Regions from separate parts of the Capra hircus genome. Here region 1 is linked to region 2. The links are chromatin contacts, called in public Hi-C maps. All regions are on one chromosome and are shown on one strand. The core of a region is the stretch at or near the end of the contact, and the rest is flanking DNA. Distances in the headings are between cores, read along the strand shown. Region 1 overlaps MBP (myelin basic protein). Region 2 holds the start of MBP (myelin basic protein).

Region 1 (4,375 bases), core at 1,679-4,178, 44 kb after region 2:
TGGATGCGGAGTGTGGCGAATGTGCCGCTGCTGAACCTGTAATGAAATCTCTGCTGGGTTTCTTCTTTCTGTTTAAGACAATGACATCAGTCAAGCCTAAGATACGGAGGGAGCATCATGGGAGAGGGAGGAGTGGGTGACCAGTGAAACTTACCTGGCTTAACATCTGAGGAACTGAGTGTGGTGGATCACACCGTGCATTTTTCCTAGAGTATCTCAGAAAAAGTAAGCGTGATGCTCACTCAGCAAGCTGGCTCACCCAACCCAGGACCAGTTTAAATGGGGCTGATCTGATAGGGACTGGCTGGATGGTTCTCTGGTTTTCTTTTTGAATTTTGTCTACAACATGGGAGCTCCCCACGGAGGCCCACGCCTTCACACTGCTCACATCCTCGGCTCCTGCGACAAGGTCCTCGTGTGAATCGATGAGTGAATGGGAAGAGAATTGAGGAAATAAAACCAGATAAGACTTCCCCTGCATCTAAACCCATGATGCCCACTCAAGTGTCGTGGCAGTTCAGGAAATGTCTTTTTTTAAGGGACGGCACACTTCTCAAAACCATTTCTCACTTCTTTTTTTTTTTTTTAAGTAATCTATAGTGGACCATGTCTCCAAGTCTAACATGTACCTGGTTTTGCAGTTTAGAATGTCACTTTTTAAATGTCTCAACACCTTTCCTGTCCTGATATGTTTTCTAGTTTGAATCAGAACTTTTATAAACTTTTTAACTTCTAAAAAATGTGCCTGCAGTGAGTTTTTTTTACCCCTCCCCCAGAGCTTTCTTGTTATTTGTCAGAAGTTTCTATAATGATCAGCAGCTTATCCTCTGGGTCATTCCTCCTAAAATTGCCACCCTGAGACTGTCAGTCTTATAAAAAGGCTGGGCTGACAAAAGGCAGCTTTTCCTCCATAACTGTGTGTGTGTGTCAGTAGCTATACCAAGTAGAAGAAAATCTCTAAAAATGACACTTGAAAGGATGGGGTCTGTTGCCAGGGAATTGGACATGATGGTTAGCAAGCACAGCAAACTGCTTCGACTGAGATGAACATTGTGCCAACGTTGTTGAATAATGAATCTCCTTGATGATCACGGGAGTTTTGCTTGTTGTATTTTCCCCTAAAATTCACAGGGGAAAGTAAGTGGATTCTTACACTGTTAGGCTGATGGAAGGGGAAACTGCCACAAATATTACAAAGAAGCCCTAACAGCTTGAAACGCACTCAGAGATTTACAGTCACAGACACAATTGAAGAATCAGGATGCACTGGGACAAGGACACTTGGGGTCTCCATGTCCTGGGCCTGACCCTGTTATAGGCTGAGCCCTTTATCACATTTCATAATTTACAGGAAACTCTTCTTTATCACGAAAATTTCGTCCCATTTGAGACACATCACCTTTAATTTCTTTGTGTCACTTGTGGACATTTCGCTTATTGAAAGTGTGTTCTTTATAAGGATGCTTTTTATACTCACGAATAGCAACGGTATCAGGTCTCGGAAACAAGTTCTTTTCTTTGGACAGAAATTAGTCAGTAAATTTCCCAGGGCAGCATGTACTTTCCACACACCTTCGTGCTCCATGGTGTGGGGGAGAGGTGTTTACTCAAGCAGAGGGCTGGTACGGAGAAGGGAGAAGGTGGAGGCAGAGGGGGAGGTGCTTCCGCGGCCCTGCCTGTATCACTGCTGGGGCGGCACCTGTTACGAGAGCCCAGAGGCTGCGTGAGGCAGGGTGTGAGACACGAAGCATCTCTTCACCACGATGCCACTCCAGCCTCACCCATGGATGTGAGGAAGCTGTGTGACCATATCATAAACCTCCATTCACTGAAAGCACAATGATTTGCTTGAAATATCAAGCTTTTCCTCTGAACCATCATCCCTGACCCTCAGCACTGTTTTACTGAGTTTTACCGAGAAGGAAAACGCTGTCCATTCTAGTTAGAAGACATCATTGATTTTGCAGGAGCATCTTGATTTTAAAATGTGGGAAAAAATATCCACAATGATTTACAGTAACAGCTAAATTGCATTTAATTAACCACTTCTCCAATAAAGCTTATTATTTTGTAGTTAGTGAAGGATATGATATTGATGGGTTTCCCAGGTGGCGCTAGTGGTAAAGAACCCACCAGCCAATGCAGGAGAGATTCGGGTTCCAACCCTGGGTGGGAAAGATACCCTGGAGGAGCAACGCACCCCAGTATTCTTGCCTGGAGGATCCCATGGACAGAGGAGCTTGGCGGGCTACAGTCCATGGCGTCTCAAAGGGGCGGAGATGACTGAGATGACTTAGCATAGCATAGCACCTGATATTCGTACCAGCATAGAAGGGAGACGTGAAACCAACACAGATAACAAGAATTTATAGCTGATGAACGAATCTATCACAAAATCCTTTCTGTTCCAGGTTTTACTCTCTTCTAAAAATAAATAGGTAGATACGAAAAAATACATACTATGTTACCTTTGGCTCCCTCTGCTAAAACAGGACTTAGCCATTTAAAACTAGTCTTCAGTTCAGCTACTCAGTCGTGTCCAAGTCTTTGCAACCCCATGGACTGCTGCACACCAGGCTTCCCTGTCCATCACCAGCTCCCAGAGCTTGCTCAAACTCCTGTCTATCAAGTCAGTGATGTCATCCAACCATCTCATCCTCTGTCGTCCCCTTGTCCTCCTGCCCTCAAGCTATTCTTAAACAGCATAAAATTGAAGTTTTCTCTCCAGCACTTGTGGGGGACCAGGCGCTGTGCCAGGTTTGGGGCTAGAAAGATTTATCAGGCAGTATCCCATCCTCAAAAAGTTTGCAGTGTTGGTGGGGAGACAGGGATGGGGCATATTGGTCTACAGTAGAGACCAGCTCAGATCTACAGGATGGGGAGAGGGGGGACACAGGAAGGGGACTGGAGACAGGGAAGCCACTGACGTTGGGGTGGGGCTCAGTGAGGGCCTGAACCCCCAGGTCAGGTGGAAGGGATGATCTGAAAGATAGCGATGCGAAGTGTGCATGGAGGCCAGAGAGTGAAGCAGCAGGGAGGGGAGCTCAGCGAGGCAGGCTGCCCACGGTCTGGCCAGAAGCCAAGTTAGGCACTGTCTTTAAAAGATTATGGTTTGACTCATTCCGCCTCCAGAAATGTGTCTTGTGCAACGTTGAGCAAGCAAGCAAGGAGTAAGGCAGCATCAGTCATAACAGGTCACAGGGTCCTGGGCTGGAGCCTGGTCACCTGGGAAGAGTGACGCTGTGATGCAGGGCTAGGTCCCTGCTGACCAGGACAGAGTGTCCTCAGGGACACCCTCTCCAGGACTCCTGGTTCAGTGACAGAGCAAGAAGCAGAGCCATGTCCAGAGTGTGGCAGCATTTACATAAACACAAAAAGGAGGAGGAAGGGAGTGAACTTGGGCAATGGCTGAAATGAGCCCAGGCCGTTTTGAGGAAGACAGAGGCTAGAACCTCACCCGCAGGCAGGGTGGCAGCTGGGAGGTGCCCAGGGAGCCTACTCGTCTCCCCGTGACCTTTTCAGTGCTTTTTGAATTTGATGTCAAGCTCAGGCATTCCATAGGAAAATAATTAAATACCATAAAATTGATTTAAAATAGGAACTGAACCACATCTATTCTGTGCACTTAAATTTTAAAATTCAGAAAGCACCCTGGAAAAAAAAAATTGACATAAACAAGAAAAAAGACAAGGAGTCCTCTCACACCCAAAAAAAAGCACCATGGTCTTCATAAAAAAGCAGAGGGAGTGGGGGAAGGGAGGGAAGAAACTCCAACTCTGAGGGTGCAGGTTCCCAGAGTAGACAGGATGGAGACCCAGCCAGTCCAGCCCCTCCCCTCAGAGGTCCAGGTGGTTGAGGATATTAGTATCAGTCCTGCACCCTGGAAGGGACTCTCCCCCAGGGCTGCTGCTGTTGTCCAGTTGTTCAGTCGTGTCTAATTCTTTGCAACCCCATGGACTTCAGCACGCCAGGCCTCCCTGTCCATCACCAACTCCTGGAGTTTACCCAAACCTATGTCCATTGAGTCAGTGATGCCATCCAACCATCTCATCCTCTGTTGTCCCCTTCTCCTCCTGCCTTCAGTCATTCCAGCATCAGGGTCTTTTCTAATGAGTCAGTTCTTTGCATCAGGTGGCCAAAGTATTGGAGCTTCAGCTTCAGCATTAGTCCTTCCAATGAATATTCAGGACTGATCTCCTTCAGAATAGACTGGTTGGATCTCCTTGCAGTCCGAGGAAATCTCAAGAGTCTTCTCCAACAGCACAGTTCAAAAGCATGAGTTATTTGGCACTCAGCTTTCTTTATAGTCCAACTCTCACAACCATACATGTTTACTGGAAAAACCACAGCTTTGACTAGACAGACCTTTGTTAGC
Region 2 (4,863 bases), core at 1,620-4,119:
GGTCTTATGGAAAGCAGTTTGCTTTTATTTTTATTAATAAAATTAAGCTATCCTTAAAGAAAAATGCTAGATACATATGTATATATACACACACTTTTTGTATAAATACAAAAGCAACAAATTGATGGTAGAAAAAGGCATGAAAGATGTTTTTTGTTAGTTTTTTCCCACGCAGTGAAAGTTGTACAAACCTCCTTGCCTTTTTATTTCTTGGATAAAAAGAAGTGACAGGTGGCTTGTGTGTGTGTGTGTGTGTGTGTGTGTGTGTATGTGCGTGCATGTAGTCAAGAGATCTCTCTCAAATGTTTTCCTTGTTTACATAACTTTTTATGTTACACGTTATGGAATTCATGCACCTAATTTTCTGGCACTCACATCTACAGTGGAGTCTGTTCGGTTATTAACTGGAATTTATGGCAGAACCATCAAGCCTCAATAGTGTACAAGTAGATTATCTACTTTGTGGGTATCGCCAGCAACTATTCATCACAAACCAGAGATGAAAGTGATTCTAGGTCTAAGCAAAAATATAATTCCAAAGATACATCCCTTGATGAAGGGATTTTTTAACTCATGCAGTCTGGTCTCCTGGACATTATTTAGATTAATTTCCTGACTTCCTTCAGTTTGGGTAATTTGGAGATTTAACTGGACTGAATAAAAATGTACTGAGTGTGTGCCATGCAGGAAACTTCGTGCTCCCTGCTCCAACATGAAATGCGGAAGGCTCCTTCCTCTCATCATATGAAGAGCAGTGGGGGATAGGGGGAGTGGTCATATAACTTGCTCAGAAATATCAGAGACAATGAGGTTTGGATAGTTTATCTTTTACCTGTCAAAAGACCCATTTCAACTTTATTGAAATTAGTAACATAAACCTCTGTCACTGTGCTCACAGACGCAAGACCATCTTCATGTGAAGTGTGACCCCACAGCCCCAAGGGGAAGCGGCCCTCTCTGCCTCCTTCACGCTGGTTCCTCCCACCAGCACGAGGGGCCCTCCAAACACCCATTCATCACTTTATCGTGTTCCTTGCTCCCTCGTGTACACTGTCCTTGAAGTTCCCATGAGTCAGGGGGCATTACATCCCCCAGTACATGCATGGTGGGATTTTATAAACACTGTAAGGACAATGTTAACTGGAACTTGGCAGGACTGCCGTTTGCAGAGATGGCTGCTGGCATCGGTGACGTTTCTACAAGCAGGAAGCAGGGCAAACATTGCTGCTTCCCTGTGGCCTGGACTCCCCAGTGTTCAGCCCTCACTGACCTGTGCAGGTCAGAAGGCCATCCTCCTGTTTCCTGGTCACTCCAGGAAGACATCTGGGGGAAGCAGATGAGATGTGGTTTGTGATGCTCAAGTGAAAGTCACTTGGTCATGTCCAACTCTTTGCAGCCCCATGGACTGTAGCCCAGCCAGGTTCCTCTGTCCGTGGGATTTCCCAGGCAAGAATACCGGAGTGGGTTGCCATTCCCTTCTCCAGGGGATCTTCCAGATACAGGGATCGAACTGGGGTCTCCTGCATTGCAGGTGGTTTCTTCACTATCTGAGCCACCTAAAACTGACTTCCATGTGGAACCTAGTATATATGGGGGGGGGGTGCATTTTAAGAGTGACTGGAGTCAGGAACCTGGGAGTCAGGGAGCTTCTGGGGTCTGTCAGTGCCCTGAGCGTCCTTGGATTCCTCCAGCTCCCCTACCGGCACCCAGCCACCCTTTACGGCAAGGAGGGAAGGCCCCACAGAAAACCGGGAAACAGGTAAGCTTCGCCTTCTGCACAGCCCGCGCCGCTGCTCAGCTGTCTTCCTGACCTCCCATCTCCAACCCCAGAAACCCCCAGACGAATCTTTTCCGAGGAAAGAAGCAAATGTTTCTGCGATGGTGGACACCGTTCTGGCGGCATTACCAGCCCTGGAACGTGGTTCACAGACCCCCCGTTTGTGAGGGCTGGCTGGGACAGGTGGCCCTGAAGCCACACTGGGCGCTGACTCTCCTCGCTCCCTCGGCCGGCCCAGGAGACCCGGGTTGAGCCTCGCCAGGGGTCAGACTTCCGCTCCCCCGGGTAAACAGTGAGGGTCCCCGCCGGCTCCCGGGAAGTATCAGATCAGACCCCCGACCTGGAATCTAAGTCGTGAGGACTCCAGCGTCTCCCCCAACGCCTCCTACTTTTCCACCATCAGGAGGTCGAGAATCCGGGGTGGGGGTCGGGGGAAGGGCCATCTGACTGTGTGCAGGTGACCGGCGTCCAAAGGACAGTCTTCCTTCGGACCAAGAACGCGACACTGACCGCAAGCCAACAGATGCTCAGGCCGCAGACCCCGGGGCGCGCCCTCCCGCTGTGGCGCCGCTCTCCGGCGAGCACCTGTCTGTAGGCTGGATGCACGAGGACCTCCGGGAGTTCTCAAGGGGCCAGTCTTGCGGCGGCCCTGAACCCAGAGCCCGCGCAGCAGAGTCAGCCGGGCGGCCGCGCTTGGCCCCTCGCCGCCCGCGGAATGGGGCGTGGAGCAGATGCTATCGCAGGTCCCTCCCCGCGCTCGGGCGGGGTGGTTCGGAGGCTCAGCCGCGAGCGGAGGCTCTAGAGCCGCAGTTCAGCCCGGGCCGGAGTCCGCGCCGCCCAGGGCAGCCCCGCGCGGGGCCGGCGTGCGCCCGGAGCCCGCGAGGCGGAGCCGCGGAGAGGTGGTCGGCGCGCGGGCGGCAGGTGGGAGGCCCGGCTCCCGAAGGCAGTGTTTACCTGGCTCGCAGGAAGCCCGGGAGGCGGGGGAGGAGCGGCGGGCGCGCCCGGCCCTCGGAGCAGCAGCCAGACTGCGCCGCCGCGCCAGCGAGGACGAGCCTGCGGCCCCGGCGACCGCGGCCCCGACCCCGAAGGCGGCGCCGGAGCCCCGGGACCCCGCGCGCTCGGGGCGGGAGGCGGCCCGGACCCCGCGGCGCCCTCGGCCTGGAGAGACGATCGCCGCGCGGTGGGTGACCTCGCCGGGGGCGGGCGGGTGTCTTTGTCTGCGCCCTCGGAGCGAGGACGCGGGAACGGGGCGCAGGGCTTCCCCGGGCGGCCGCGCAGGTGGCGGCAGGTGGCACCCGGGCGGCCACTCTGCGAGGGGTGAGCGCGGGTGTAGACGCCGACCCCGAGCGGCAGGGCTGTCCCCGACGGGTGTCCAGGTGTGGGCAAGGCCGGGTCGGGGGCCGGGGTCGCGGGCAGAGCGTAGGAGGCGCTCGGGGTGGAGTTTTGGGTGGGAGGTGGCAAAGGTCAAGGAGGCCACCCTGGGCCGTGCGGGACCGCTGCCTGGGCGAGCTTCAGGGCAGGCCGGGGTACCCGCCGCTTAACGTGCCCGGTAAGGATACGTCTGGAGCTTACCGCCGACTCCTGCCTGCCCCCTCCCCCAGCCCGGGCGAAAACCAGTTTCCCTTTGAGCGCCGAGGGCGGCGACAGGCGACGCTCCGGGCTTCCGCCTTCCGGAGGCCTGGCCTGGCTCCGCCGCGCCGCCGCGTCCACCTGCGCCCACCTGCGCGCCTGGCGCCCGGGTGTGAAGCCCCCCCTGGGCCCGGGACTGGCCGGCGTCCCGAGGGTGCCGCGTGCTCTGCACGATCCCCAGGCACCCGGTGGCTCTGGCTCCTCTGGACTGCTGGGGGCACTGTCTCGTTTCTCCCAGGCTCTCCTTTCTCCTCTCCTTTCGGAAGGCAGAGGGGGGGATTGGAGAAGCCTTAGAGTTTCTCTGGGGATCTCAGTAGGACTCTGGCAGGAAACAAGCGCCTTTGGGTTCCTGGTTCTGTTTTCCAGTCGCGACAAGGTGAGGGAGTCCATACCGTGAGTTCACAACCTCTGCAGCGCGGCTGGAGTGTGTCTGGGGAGACCCAGACCCGGTTGGGGGTGCTGGCTGTTCTGACAGGGACTCCACACCTGGCCTGGAGAGATTCTCAGAGGAAGGGCGCTTTAGGGTGTGTCCCATTTAAGACATGTGGCTTTTGGACAAGACCCCCCCAGCTCAGGGAAATGGTTTGCAGAGTATGGCCCAGGAGTCTGGGACACCCCGAGAGCCGGGCTCAGTCCTGCCCCCTGCTCCCTGGCAGAGTCACGCTGGAGTGCTGGGGGCCTTCGTGGACGTGGGGAGCTGAGAGGGGTGCAGACCCAGCCGGAGCTAGGCCGGAGCAGCCCTTCAGGAAGGGATGGTCAGCACTGGGTCACAGCCTCACAGCTGTTTCTCCCAGTTCAGGGGAGGGGCCGTCTGTCCTCCACCTTTTTTTTTTCCCAAATGGGATAAACCAAAACCTGAAAGGAGGGAATCCAGTTAAATATTATGTAAAATGGTGGCTGATAGTAGCTCCCAATGGTTTAACTGTTCCGAAATGACTACCTTTACTAACTCAGGGTTAAACAAAAGCTATTTGGTTCAAATTCACTTTAAAAACTTTCCAAACTATCCCATTTCTGCCCAAAGATAAGAACACTTTTGAGTCACTTGTGCTGTGATTTGGTGTTGAACCGCTCCAGCCTGGTTTGGGCTGGGAATGGCTCTGGCCACTTGCCCTGAGGAAAGGCATCCATGAAGGCGGAAAAGGGCAGAGACCAAGGTTTCTGGCGATTCTTCCTTTTTCCTCCTGAATTTTTAAACATTAATGGGAGGTTACGTTGTTTGACTTTTAGTTTCTCTCTCGAGTCTTTAAAAATCTGACACTGGATCACAGCTGTCCCCGGGCCTTTTCTCCCCAGGTATCCAGGTAGCGTTTCTGACCACTTCCCAGTGGCCAGGCCATCTTCTGAGAGCTGCATATCATTGCATTAACAGGTGTAATACCCTAGGATGCCCTCATTTGATGTAACTAGCCTATTAGAACTCTCATTTTCACTAAGTAGGAAACCAAGGCACAGAG

Evidence for each region. A called contact is a pair of places that touch in the nucleus more often than the background predicts.
Region 1: a Hi-C map of blood shows a contact between it and region 2, with 2.2 times the contacts expected there. The contact joins the enhancer-like site here to the promoter of MBP in region 2. A contact is called at or near these places in 2 of 5 Hi-C or Micro-C datasets (both in blood).

What each region holds. Positions count from the first base shown.
Region 1 is chr24:2,278,408-2,282,782 of ARS1.2, forward strand. The region is part of intron 2 of MBP (myelin basic protein); the gene reads left to right. Among named protein-coding and RNA genes, the nearest start is that of MBP, 43 kb to the left of the region's middle. Within about 2 kb of position 2,929, at least 2 of the 5 cell types and tissues checked have an H3K27ac peak or open chromatin away from gene starts, as enhancers often do.
Region 2 is chr24:2,234,451-2,239,313 of ARS1.2, forward strand. MBP (myelin basic protein) reads left to right here and starts at 2,870. Exons shown (of 9, transcript XM_018039439.1): 1 at 2,870-2,957.